Regions from separate parts of the Mus musculus genome. Here region 1 is linked to region 2. The links are chromatin contacts, called in public Hi-C maps. All regions are on one chromosome and are shown on one strand. The core of a region is the stretch at or near the end of the contact, and the rest is flanking DNA. Distances in the headings are between cores, read along the strand shown.

Region 1 (6,274 bases), core at 1,376-3,875, 1.1 Mb after region 2:
TTCTATCATTAATTTTTAACTATGCCTTCTGATCTAAACATCGGCATCTTCATGAATATAAAAGCAAAGAATATCCAAAGAATGCACTGGAAAAACCCAAGCCTACCAGAGAGTAAACTTCTAAAAGGTAACTCAGTCAAAGCATCTGGGCTGATTTATTCCTCTACGTTGTTTTGCTCTCTGTGAGGACATGTGTCCTCAGATCATTCCTGAGAGGGAGGAGTTTGCCACCTCCCTACCGAGCTCCAGGCAAGTGCCACAAAGCAGGGGTACATCAGGACACTGAGCCATCATGGCCATTAGACTATAGGAAGCTCTTGAAGATGAGAGAATCTACGTGCTTGCCATCACAGATACACTAAAGGCCTTCCCAGGATGACAATGGAGGACCTGCTTATATTCGTATAAATGGCAGGAGTTATTGCAGATGAGCTGAAAGCATGCAAGACTTCTTCATATAGACAATTTTATGGTGGAATCAATCATGAAGGAGAATTAATAAGACATATTTGGATTGTAATTGCCTGCTAAATGACTGTCACTCACCCTGTCCTCAGTATTACTGCTATGTATTCTCAGCCTCCTTGTGTTAAAAAAAGAAAGGAAGAAAACAGGTTTTTGTGCGATGTGTAAAATAAAAGCTAGGCTCCTCTGTATTGTTTTGCTATCAGCATTATCCTAAAACCCCAGGAAGGGGATGAAAAAGGGCTGAGGATCAACATTACAGCACTTCAGAAGAACCTAGGAAGGCCTCTGCATCAGCAGCGACTGGGAGCCTTTGGCCTGCACTGAAGAAATAACTGGGTCTTTTGCAAGGCACCAATTCTTACAGTCCAAGATGGACAGCTTCAGAAAAAGCTGATCACAATCAATAACATGGAATCAATAAGATGGATCTTACCCGCCCTGCACTGTCCCTGGATGGAAATGATGGTTAGGAGAGATGGAATAATATCTCGATGATCAAGGAAGTCTGTGACAGAGACTGGAAACAGAACGCAGCCTGCACGCCCTGTCTCCCACACTCACCCAAGCCCATCACTGCCCTATGTGCTTAGAGCTGTGCTCAGCCTTCCTAAACATCATCCACACACCTAGCATCATCAAGAACAAGGTGTGATGGCTGGCAGGTAGCTCTGCTTGTCGAGCACCTAGCATGTGCCTACATACTCTTAGGGTTCAAGCCCCAGCATTTGAAAAAGCCTTGTACAACCCTGCATGGCTACCATCTTGGTATTTGGGAGATAGAAGGGCCAGGAGTTGAGGGTCATTCTTAGCTACATAGCTTGTCTCGAAACGAAACAAGCAAGCAAGGAGGGAAGGATGTAATCTGAACTTCCGGTTGCAATAGAATCCCAAGTCTCTAAAATCATTCTCTTTGGAATCCCACTGCCCCATCCGTTTCACAACTCGGCAAATATTTACTGTCCCTCTCCTCTCTGCCCCGCTGTGAAGCTGATTAACTCTTACTCAAAAGGGTTTGTGACCTTCCACTTAACACAGACTATGCAAAACATCTCGGTGATCTAAATGACCTTCAGAGAAACAAATTCTTATACTCTTTGTCTGATCCTGTTCCAAGACACTGAAACTAACACCCTTTATTCTGGTTCACAAATCCCTCTGTGACCTGGCATGCTGACCTCTCTGGGCGCAGCTCTCAGCTATGACTCCTTAGCTAGCTGGACACTTTTCTCTTCTACAGGGAATTCATGGAGATAAATCTTCTGCCCCAGTGCCTTTGCTTGCCTCTCTTCTCCCTTTACAGCTTGACAGCATCTTCCAGATATCCCCAACTCCCTTTATCCTTCGTGACCCACATTGTCTCTTTCCTCACCTTAAGCATAGTTCAATCATAGTTCTCTGGGTTCAAACCAATATATTATGAGCCTAAACTTAGTATCTATAGATTTTTGTTGGTCACCTATTCCTAGTTCCTCATCCCCAGAGGGCCATGTGGACACTCCCTGTTCTTCCCAACACCTTGGATGCTCACAGGTGCAGAAATACTAAATAAGAACATTAGGGAAACTGAATGCTAATACTACAGGTGTTAGAGAGGAATGTCTTGTATCTCCTAGGAAAAGAAAGTGCCACAAGCCAACAGTATAGGGTACAGACTTTGAAAGTAATACAGAAATTCAGTCAAGATGGGTGTTAGGGGGCCTTCAAGAAGAAGGAAAGAAGAAAATTTCTGTGAACAGTGCTCCCCCCCCCCCAAGTTCTTTACACCAAGGCAAAGGCTGGTACTGGAATGCCTGAAGCCCGATTTAAGGATGCCAGATGAAGGTTGCTAACGGTATCTTCAAGAACATTCACTTATATTCTCTCTCTCTCTCTCTCTCTCTCTCTCTCTCTCTCTCTCTCATGCATATACACACAGTCAGACATACACAGAGAGAGAAACACATACTCATACACACACACTGATACACCCACTCACACTCAAGCATACACACACTGATACACACACAACACATATACCTTTTGGATTTTCAAATATAAATCTCCCAGGAGTCACAGGAATGGAAGCATGGTGAACTTAGTGTCATTAAGTGTTGGGACAGAAAGCACTGTGCTGTGCAGTATCAAGTTGAAAATAATGACGAAACCTGCTCCTCTCATATCTGTTCAAAAACCCTAGCAAAGTAAACACAGCTTTCCTTCTGTCAAGCCACCCGGGTGACTCATCTCTTTGGAAATGTGTCTCTGGCATTCTTTCCTCTGGCCTGAAATTCTCGGAGGAAATCAAGCAGATCAGCAGCTGATGACCAGAGAGAAGTCAGAACCTGAAATCCTAGGTCCAGCTCTAGCGTGGATTCGAGGCCTGGCAGGAACCTCCATCACCAGCCTTTTGTGCCAAGCACCACTCTGTAGCAGTGTTTTACAAAGTACGTGGTCAGTGACTGAGAAGAAACACTTGTTTTTTTTCAAAATAATCATGTAGCTGCATGGAAACAAATATAAATCTCTAATGGTGTTCTGAGTTATTCTGCACTCGTTTATTCTTAATCCAAATGACGAGCCTGTGGACCGTGTGTGTGTGTGTGTGTGTGTGTGTGTGTGTGTGTGTGTGTGTTAGAAGTGGTGACGTTGTCCTTAAAAGTTCCGAGATAACAAAAAAAATGGGGTGGGTTCTCTTCAAAAGACTTGAGGATGTAAACACATGGGAGTTTAAATTAACACTAGTATCAACTGTTTGAATTGAGGAGGAAAAAAAAACATACGCCAAAAGAGTTTTATCAGAATGAAAAGAAAACAAGTCCCGCACCCTGACAGCAACACAAAAGCCACACCCCCTTCCTTACAGAACAGCTTTTCTATTGAAGTTCATTTTGACATTTTATTACTTTCCCACATTGAAGAATATTGCCTTTCAAACCCTCCATCTCTCAGCCAGTTGTACCATTGTGCCTTCATCCATTGTTGGGAGTTCTTAGCGACCACCTTTCCAATACAGAACGCACAATCTTCGCTTTCTTCCCAACAAAAAGAAACCAGCATCCCACATCCTTTTCACTTTAAATTCATACCCTGCATTTTTTTAAAAGAACGGATAATCAAAAAGCCTCCAACATGCCAACAAACAGGAAGCAGAAAAGCTGGTTATCTATTCGCTAGACAAGAAGCAACTGGAGATGCAACCCTTCTCCGGCCAAGGCACCCTCCCCCACTACGGTCACAGGATGTGCTGTGTACCAGAGGCTCCTACAGCCCACGTCCGTTCATTTGTCAGAGCTGGGAGGGTGGGCCCACAGCAGCCTCTGCTTGATAATGTCTTCCTACAAATGAGACCATCTCTTTGCTGAAAACAAGCAAGGCCGAGGCTGCTCTGTGATTTTACACACATAAATTAGGGAAGCAGCTAAACGCTAACCAGGGCTTGCCACACGAGGGGCAAACTAATTTAATTAATTCATACACAGCACCTCATTAAGAGCAGTTTTCACACGGAGGTTGTGATCTTGTTGAATCTGCATTATTTCCCACCACGATGCGCACTTGGTTGTTAGGAATGAGTCTCTTGGAAATGGAGAAGATGATGCATCTATGTGCAGTGAGGAATGGGGGAGCTGGCTTCTCACCTCCAAACAGGAACACAGAGCACTCTTAGCTGAGAGGACCTTTTATACGCTGCATTTTGCCTCCACTTTTGCTTGTGTTCCTTCTGTACTTAATGTGCTGGAAAGAAAGGATTCCTCATTGGCAAGCTGTCTGTCTTAGCTGATAGGGCACATGGAGAAGAAGGGAAACCATGGATTGCTTATAAAGTTAAGTCGATGGCAAAGATTTCTGGGCAACTAGGGGAAGACCTCGTTGCACTTCCCTAAACTCTTCACAGCTTGGAAGAACAAAGAACATCCCAGCTCCCAAGGGCTCCTGGGACCCAGGACTAAAAATACAGCCTTTTTCCTGGACTCATATTTCTCTGAACACTCTGATTGATTGATTTAATATTTCTTTCTTTTTAAAACCATCTCAAACCAGTTATTTTTCATAAATTCATAGGGCAAGATTTTAGTGTCTAAAGATCTGCATTGGTAAAGAGCTGAACCCAAGGGAAACCATTAAATACCTGGCTGACCCCAGTGGTGGGGCAGAGAAGAGAGGCGATCCTGGAAAACCTGCACCAGAGAAGAAGGAGTGGGAGAAAGAGAATGGGTCACCAGAAGAGGAATTGAACCTAAAGAGTTCCCAGGGTCAAATATGAACAATCTCATTGATGAATAAAAACACTATTAGCTCATCAGCTATATGATGCAAATACTCATAGAATTAATGATGCTTATAAGATGAACGAAGTTGATAGCAGCTATGTGATTTATAGAATTAATGCAAGTTATAGAATCGGTGCACCTTATTGATGGTGGGAATTGATCACTGAGTGTGGCTACCCATAAAGGAAGAAGCAGAGACAGAAGCTGCATCAGAGTGCAGTAACCCTTGCCTATCTCAGTCACTTTTCTGTAAGTCTAAGATCATGTCAAAGCAAGTTCTGAAAAAAAAAAAAAAGAATAGGCTAAAAAAGGCATGGTATGAAGGAGCCTAGAGTGAGATCAATGAAGTGAACTCCCATGGGAAACCACAGTCTGAATGAAGGGAAACATAATCAAGACTGTCTAACCAGAGTCTGTGTCTCCCAAATTTGTGATTCAAAGTTCCTTCCAACCAAACAACTGAAAAGAGAAAGCTGCATCTTTACCTACTACGGCTCTGGGTTGGTTCTCTCTGCAGCTCTGCCTCCAGTCGGACCCCTTAATGTAAATCAGTAACTACTCAAATCAACTCGGCCACTTACTCTATAGTCTAATTTTTCTACAGAAATATTTAACCAATCATTGTTTATACTTCAGTGACATCAACACCGTGTCTAAACTAGGACTCTAGAGCATCCCAAATGGCTCCACTGTGCCCAGTCCCACAAGACTAAATGCTTTACCTACTCAGTATAAACAACCAGAGATCACTTTAGGGTCTCTTAAAATCATGTCTCCAAAATATAGACACAGACATTTAGAGGGTGTTTTAAGTTATAAGTCACTCAGAAGTCTCTGTTTAAACCAATATCTAATCCAGGGAGTCTGAGAAAACAAGTAGTTGTTATCAAAATATGCATGAAGGAAAGTTTAAAAGTTTATAACATTCCACAAAAATACAAGGACACTCAATTGAAAGCATGGGTGCATTATTTTTAAAAATCTACCATGTTTTCCAGTCTCAATGGTAGACCCCAAAATAGCTGACAACCATGTAAGCAAGCTGAGCTCCCTTGGTGTTTCTGGCTGGTGGTAGTAGTGCCAACATGAACTCAGACTCTTGCCTCCCTAAATTGAGACTGCCATGGCTTGAGTTTGCCTCCATGGGTGGGTTCGAAGCCCAGCTCTCTGAACCTCGAGCTCATCCAAACAAGGCTTGACTGCAGTGTTTCCAGCCACACTGGCCGATCTCACCTTTTCTGTTTCTCAGGCTTCGTCTAAGATAAGATGAAGTGCAGGGGTGGGGCGTCAGAACTATTTAAAGTACAGACCTCCCAGCCCAGGGTCTGCAAATGATGTTTGGAGAGGAGAGTCATCCAGAAACAAGGTGAAAATGTGAGGATCTTCATTATGGACTTTGGGGCTCACTTCTTTTGAATTGACCGTGTTCTGGTCCGTGCTGGCCTCTGGAAAAGCAGAAGCCCAGCTACGTCCATCTTGCTGACTGGCTACTGACTATTCAAATAAAATGGTTCCATATACCCAGTCCAGTGAATGCCTAGGAATTATCAGATAGG
Region 2 (5,807 bases), core at 1,566-4,065:
AGTCCCTGATCCATTCTTTCTTCCCCAGTCCTTGGGGAATTGGTAATTTATCCATTAAGTGATACCTTCATTTGACCATTGAGAGAAACAATGCTAACACCATCAAAGTTCTGGGGAACTAATTGAAATTATATGTGTAAAGCATTCTGAATGGAAAAGCATGTGATAATATGAAGTAGGCACATGTATTTTCAAGTGGACAGACTTATGCTATGTGAAAGGATTCTTGCAGAATTTTCTATTCACAGGGTGTCAGAAGTGTTCCAGTCTGCAGCATAAATATGGTAATCGGAAGTAGATGGCCATCGTCTGTGACATTTTTGTAGAGGTTCATTGTATGGACCTCTAATTCCAACTGTGTGGAGTTAGGAGAAAACTTTGATTAGAACAATGGATCTGAGATCCTTTCAGGAGACATCAAAACACATCAAGTCCATAATGCCCAGCGACACCAATGTCTAAATTATAAAATTAATCTACAACATTTTCAGAATTCAAAGTGGAGTCTCAGGCACCTCATGCCTCTCCTAGAGCTACTTAGGATGGGGAACTGCTGGGACAAGGAGAAAGGTGGGGATGCCCATCTGCCAGCAGGACATGGAGGTGGACCAAAGAACACGCTTCTCATTTTCTGTGTTAGACCTGCAAGTCTGCCCAAGGCTCCTGTCTCTTTGAAAGTGGCTTTGACCACACAGAGGATCTCTTGGTTCTGGTACCAGGGTCTTCTCTCATATCATAAATTTCTTCATATGCCCTTCCCATATGAGCTTCTGTTTGTATTCTGACGAGACACCATCTAGATCTTGGTCCCTCACTAGGTGTGACCATAGAGAACAACATGCAGGAAGCAGTATCATGCCAGGAGGCAAAAAAATGAGGAGTCTGCATCAGTCACGTTTCTGTTGCTGTGAAAGAATACCATGACCAAAAGCAACGTAAGGAGAGTTTTAACTTGGCTTTCAGTTCCAGAAAGCTAGAGTCTGTCATGGCTGGGGCAGCACAGCATGGCAGCAGGAACAGGAAGCTGGTTCCATCATGCTATGACTACACACAGGAAGCAGAGACAGAGCAGGAAGTGGGATAGGGCTCTATAGTCCTCAGATCAGACCCCAGTGACATACTTCTCCCAGCAAGGCTCCACCTCATTGAGATTTTACAAGTTCCCCAAACAGCACCAAATGAGTACCAAGTGTTCAATCAAATACATGAGCCTGTGGGGGAACCTTCCACTGAAACCACCACAGACTTTTTCCTGGGGAACACCTTAAGACGTGGTGTAAGGACCTCCCTGGCTTTTGGAAGGGATCTTGAGTTTTTTCCTTTGGATGATCTTTCAGTGCCTGCCTTCCCCACTCTTGCACCGAGAGATGTTATTGACTGGCTTTGTTTTCCATTCTGTGGAGAGGAAGCCCTCCATTATTGTCCTAATGACTTGCATGTGAAATGTTCCCCAGGGGCTGATTGGTGAAGTTCATGTTTTATATATGCCTCATTCAAATAGGCTGGAGATAATTTTAAACACCATTATTACAGCACCTGCACTCTGACTGGTCTGTCACACGAGGTCAGAGATGGGATTTTGAGTCATTACTGTTCAAAGAACTGAGGGGTGCTGGAACATTGCGGATTTTCAGATTAGGAATGCTTATGGCTGAGATGAGGACCAAGCTCAGTGAAGGGTGGTTTGAGATTCTAAGTGATGCCTTTCAAAGTTCTGTTCAGTTATGCCCTGTAGACGTCACCTAGCTCTTCTTTCATCATCTGGGGTCAGAGATTAAGTTTTAAGATGAACAGTGATGGCTGTGGCATCTTTGCTGTGAGCTACACACACACACACACACACACACACACACACACACATACACACACATACACACACACACATACACACACACACATACACACGTACACACACACACACACACACACACACACACACACACACACACACACACGTAAAACTCGTTGTTTATAATATAAGATTATCAACAGAACCCAAAAGTATACTTTTCATCCTACAAACTGGGCATCCACCCTCCCTCTTCCCTCCCATCCTGGGCTCCTTCCTTGCTTTGGTTACATACTGACATGTCACTCATGTTTTTCTTGTTCTGTCAGAGACCAAGTTTGCTTATTGGACAATATACTGAGTCTCTTCTACTAATAACTCTGATAAGTGACATTTAAAAGCTAATCTTTTTACAGGCAAAATAATTAATATACTCTATCAAACATCCTGGGTTATAGAATAAGGGCTTCCATTCTGGAAAATTCAGGGGGATTTTCAAAGAAGAAACAGTGGTCATGGCACTATGAACTATGTCATTTCTCTTTTACATAGGGGAATCACCCATAGTCACTTCTCTCCCCCCACAATATTAGATTCAGGAACTGAATTCAGATCACCAGTCCTGGCAGCAAACACCTTTACCCATCTGGGCCACTTTGCCCACCCTTCATTAGCTCTTAAATGACACATCCCATCAAAATTATCAAGCTATTAGAAACAGACTAGATTTTCATTTTGGCCCAAAGAATTCTGAATAGCAGTTTTACAAAACACACACACACACACACACACACACACACACACACACACACACACACACAATTGGCAGAACAGATTGCAGAAATTATAACTAAGCTAGAGGACATTTTCTATTTCTAGAATAAAACATTGCTTGTATCCAAGGTGCATTGTTGTTTTGGATTTGGGCTCTCTTTCCACGGAAGCCTGGGATTTCATGTTTCATCTCAGCCTGTGAGGAGAGCAGTTAGGGGCTAGGCTAACCCACGAGTCAGACTGTCTGGATGAAGTCTAAAGGGATGTGAACCTTCTGGGGCCTGGGATGAGCTCTACACTCAGGTCATCCTGACCTGGGACGGAGACACCAAATTCCTCAGAAAAGCTGTTTCCTTTGGGGGATCAAGAGACAGTTGGAACTAGGAGGCTCCAGAGAACCCACGGATGAACCCTTTATTTTACAACTGGGGAAACTGAAAGAGAGAAGGAGAAGTTGTTCATCTGTGGACCCCGTGTCCATGTATTCAGACTTCTGTGCCCTCTTTTAGAGACCAGCGAACTTTCCCTGTCTGAGTTATATCTTTGGTTGGCTCTCCATTGTGTCCCAGTCAGCGTTCCAGCACCAGATGACTTGGAAACAGACCCCACCCACTAGGAATCTGTCTCTGACTCAGGGCCTGGTTTTCATCAGGGACATTTGCAGTTCCCATTCTTACAAAGGTTAAGTTTTCTCTGAATCTTGGTGTCTCTTCTAGTTTGCTTACTATTGCTGTGATAATATGCCTTGGCCAAAAGCAGCCCAGGAGAGAAGAATTCTGTTATCTTCTACTTCCAGGTCACAATCCTTAGTGAGAAGAAGCCAAGAGCAGAGAGAGCACATACATTCCTGCTTGCTAACTGGGTCTCTCTCATCTAGCTGACTTCTGTCTGATATAATTCAGGGTTCCCTGCTTAGGGAATGGTGTCACCATGATGGGCTGTATGACTTTCTATGTTGATTTACACCCAAGGCTGTCCCCTGCAGAGAAGTACACAGGCCAACCTGATCTATATGTTTTCCTACCTCAGGACAAGTTACAGAAGTAAGTTCTCTGCTTCCTGGGTCCCAGGAATCCAACTCAGGTCCTCTGGCTTGGCAGCAAGCAACTTTATCCGCTGAATCATCTAGCTAACCATAGACCTCACCTCTTGAATGTCAAAATGCCTTGGTGCTAACACCCTTTCAGCACATGAGTCTCTGAAGAAGAGCTCAAATCAGCAATAGCATATGGGAAACAAAGCTTATCAGTAGTTATTAATGTATATACCGTTAAGTAGAAGTAACTATGCTGATCACTGGTGATGTCATCCATGCATTTACTCATAGGCTGTTTCTCAGCACCATAGTCTATCCCAAGTACCACATATTGTCTTGGGAAAGCAATACACCCAGCTCTTGTGTTTATCAAGAATAGGCAGTTAAAATATGTCTACCCTTAAGGATTAAAATACATTTCTTCTCTTAATACTCATTTTAACTCTTTTACTACTTCTTAAAGTCAAGATAAGCTTGTTATTTTAATATGTAGACATATTATTAATCTTTTAAAATGTTTATTAAAAATTAGTAGTTTATTTAAAATTGAACCACTAGGGCTGCTGAGATGGCTCAGCAGTTAACACTGGCTGCTCTTCCAGAGGTTCTGAGTTCAATTCCCAGCAACCTCTCGACTGTCTATAAAGGGATCTGATGCCCCTTCTGGCCTGTAGGTGTACATCCAGACAGAGCATGCCTACATTTAAATAAATACATACATAAGTAAATTTTTCAAAATTGGATCACTACCTGGGTGGTGGTGGCAGCCCATGCCTTTCATCCCGACACTCAGGAGGCAGAGACAGGCAGACCTCTGTGAGTTCAAGGCCAACCTGGTCTACAAAGCAAGTTCCAGGATAGCCAGGGCTGTTACACAGAGGGAAAAAATATTGATGTATCAGGCTGTATAAATTTGTAATCTAAGCTACTCTGGAGGCTGAGGCAGGAAGAGCTTATGTTCAGGGCCAGCTTAGGCAACTTAGAGATAACCTATCTCAAAAACAGAAAATACAAATGGGAAGGGAAGTGCAGCTTAGAGTTCTTGCCTGGTACATGCCACATCCTACATGCAACTGGGGACCTAGAAAACAACATGCGAAAGAAACTGTCTTAGGTTTCTATTCCTGCACAAACATCACGACCAAGAAACACGTTAGGGGGGAAAGGGTTTATTCAGCTTACACTTCCATAGTGCTAATCATCACCAAAGGAAGTCAGGACTGGAATTCAAGCAGGTCAGGAAGCAGGAGCTTATACAGAGGCCATGGAGGGATGTTCTTTACTGGCTTGCTTCCCCTGGCTTGCTCAGCTTGCTCTCTTATAGAACCAAGAATACCAGCCCAGAGATGGTCCCACCCACAAGGGGCCCTTCCCCCCTTGATCACTAATTGAGAAAATGCCCCACAGCTGGATCTCAGGGAGGCACATCCCCAACGGACGCTCCTTTCTCTATGATAACTCCAGTCTGTATCCAGTTGACACATAAAATCAGCCAGTACAGAAACAAAGAAGAACTTGGTGATTGAGATTTAAGAATACAGCACACATACAGATACGCTCAGTATCATGAGCCAACAGAGCAATGCAAAATAAATAAGATCGTAATGCACTTCCTTCAGCAAGTGGGCAAAAATGTCACAATTAAAACAGACAAATCCTACTATCTGTGTGGCTTAGAAACCAGGAGAAACTCATTTATTGCTGGCAACATAGTACAACATAGTCCCTAAGTTATAACTGTCTTAAGGAATCGCTTGAAGGAATCTAGTACACACAGATACACACTATCCTACGTGTCACAGAAATTCCACTTCTGATTATGTATTCCAGAAAAATAAGTGCTTATGTTTTACCCAGAGATAAATAGAAGAATGTTTATGTTAACATTATTAACAACAGCAAATGTCTGGAAATAATCCAAATATAATAAAATATAAATACATTAAAATACAATAAACAAATCGTATTACATGTAAACCATCTAAAGCTGAATAAGAATGAAAATTAACGAATACATTAAACAACAATGAGATCTGTGTGCCTTATGCTGAGTGAAAAAAATTAGGATACTACAAAGTATTTGATTTATATCCAGGAGCAGATTAAACAGGTTTAGGGGGCTAGAGATGACAGTATTGAAGCAAACAGACAAGAGTGGGGGGAGATGCTCAGGATCCTGACAGAGACTGTGCAGATAGCTTATGTAAG

What was found. Hi-C and Micro-C count contacts between places; a contact is called where the count stands out from the background.
Region 1: a contact with region 2 is called in a Hi-C map of uterus, with 4 times the contacts expected there. The contact joins two enhancer-like sites. A contact is called at or near these places in 2 of 484 Hi-C or Micro-C datasets (myocytes and uterus).

What each region holds. Positions count from the first base shown.
Region 1 is chr6:144,708,341-144,714,614 of GRCm38.p6, forward strand. It overlaps a transcript of Sox5 not described here. Among named protein-coding and RNA genes, the nearest start is that of Sox5os3, 39 kb to the left of the region's middle. Within about 2 kb of position 2,626, at least 62 of the 459 cell types and tissues checked have an H3K27ac peak or open chromatin away from gene starts, as enhancers often do. A contact at or near this core is called in uterus, where this site is marked.
Region 2 is chr6:143,619,741-143,625,547 of GRCm38.p6, forward strand. All of the region lies in intron 2 of 1700060C16Rik (RIKEN cDNA 1700060C16 gene), which reads right to left. Among named protein-coding and RNA genes, the nearest start is that of 1700060C16Rik, 29 kb to the right of the region's middle. Within about 2 kb of position 2,816, at least 15 of the 459 cell types and tissues checked have an H3K27ac peak or open chromatin away from gene starts, as enhancers often do. A contact at or near this core is called in uterus, where this site is marked.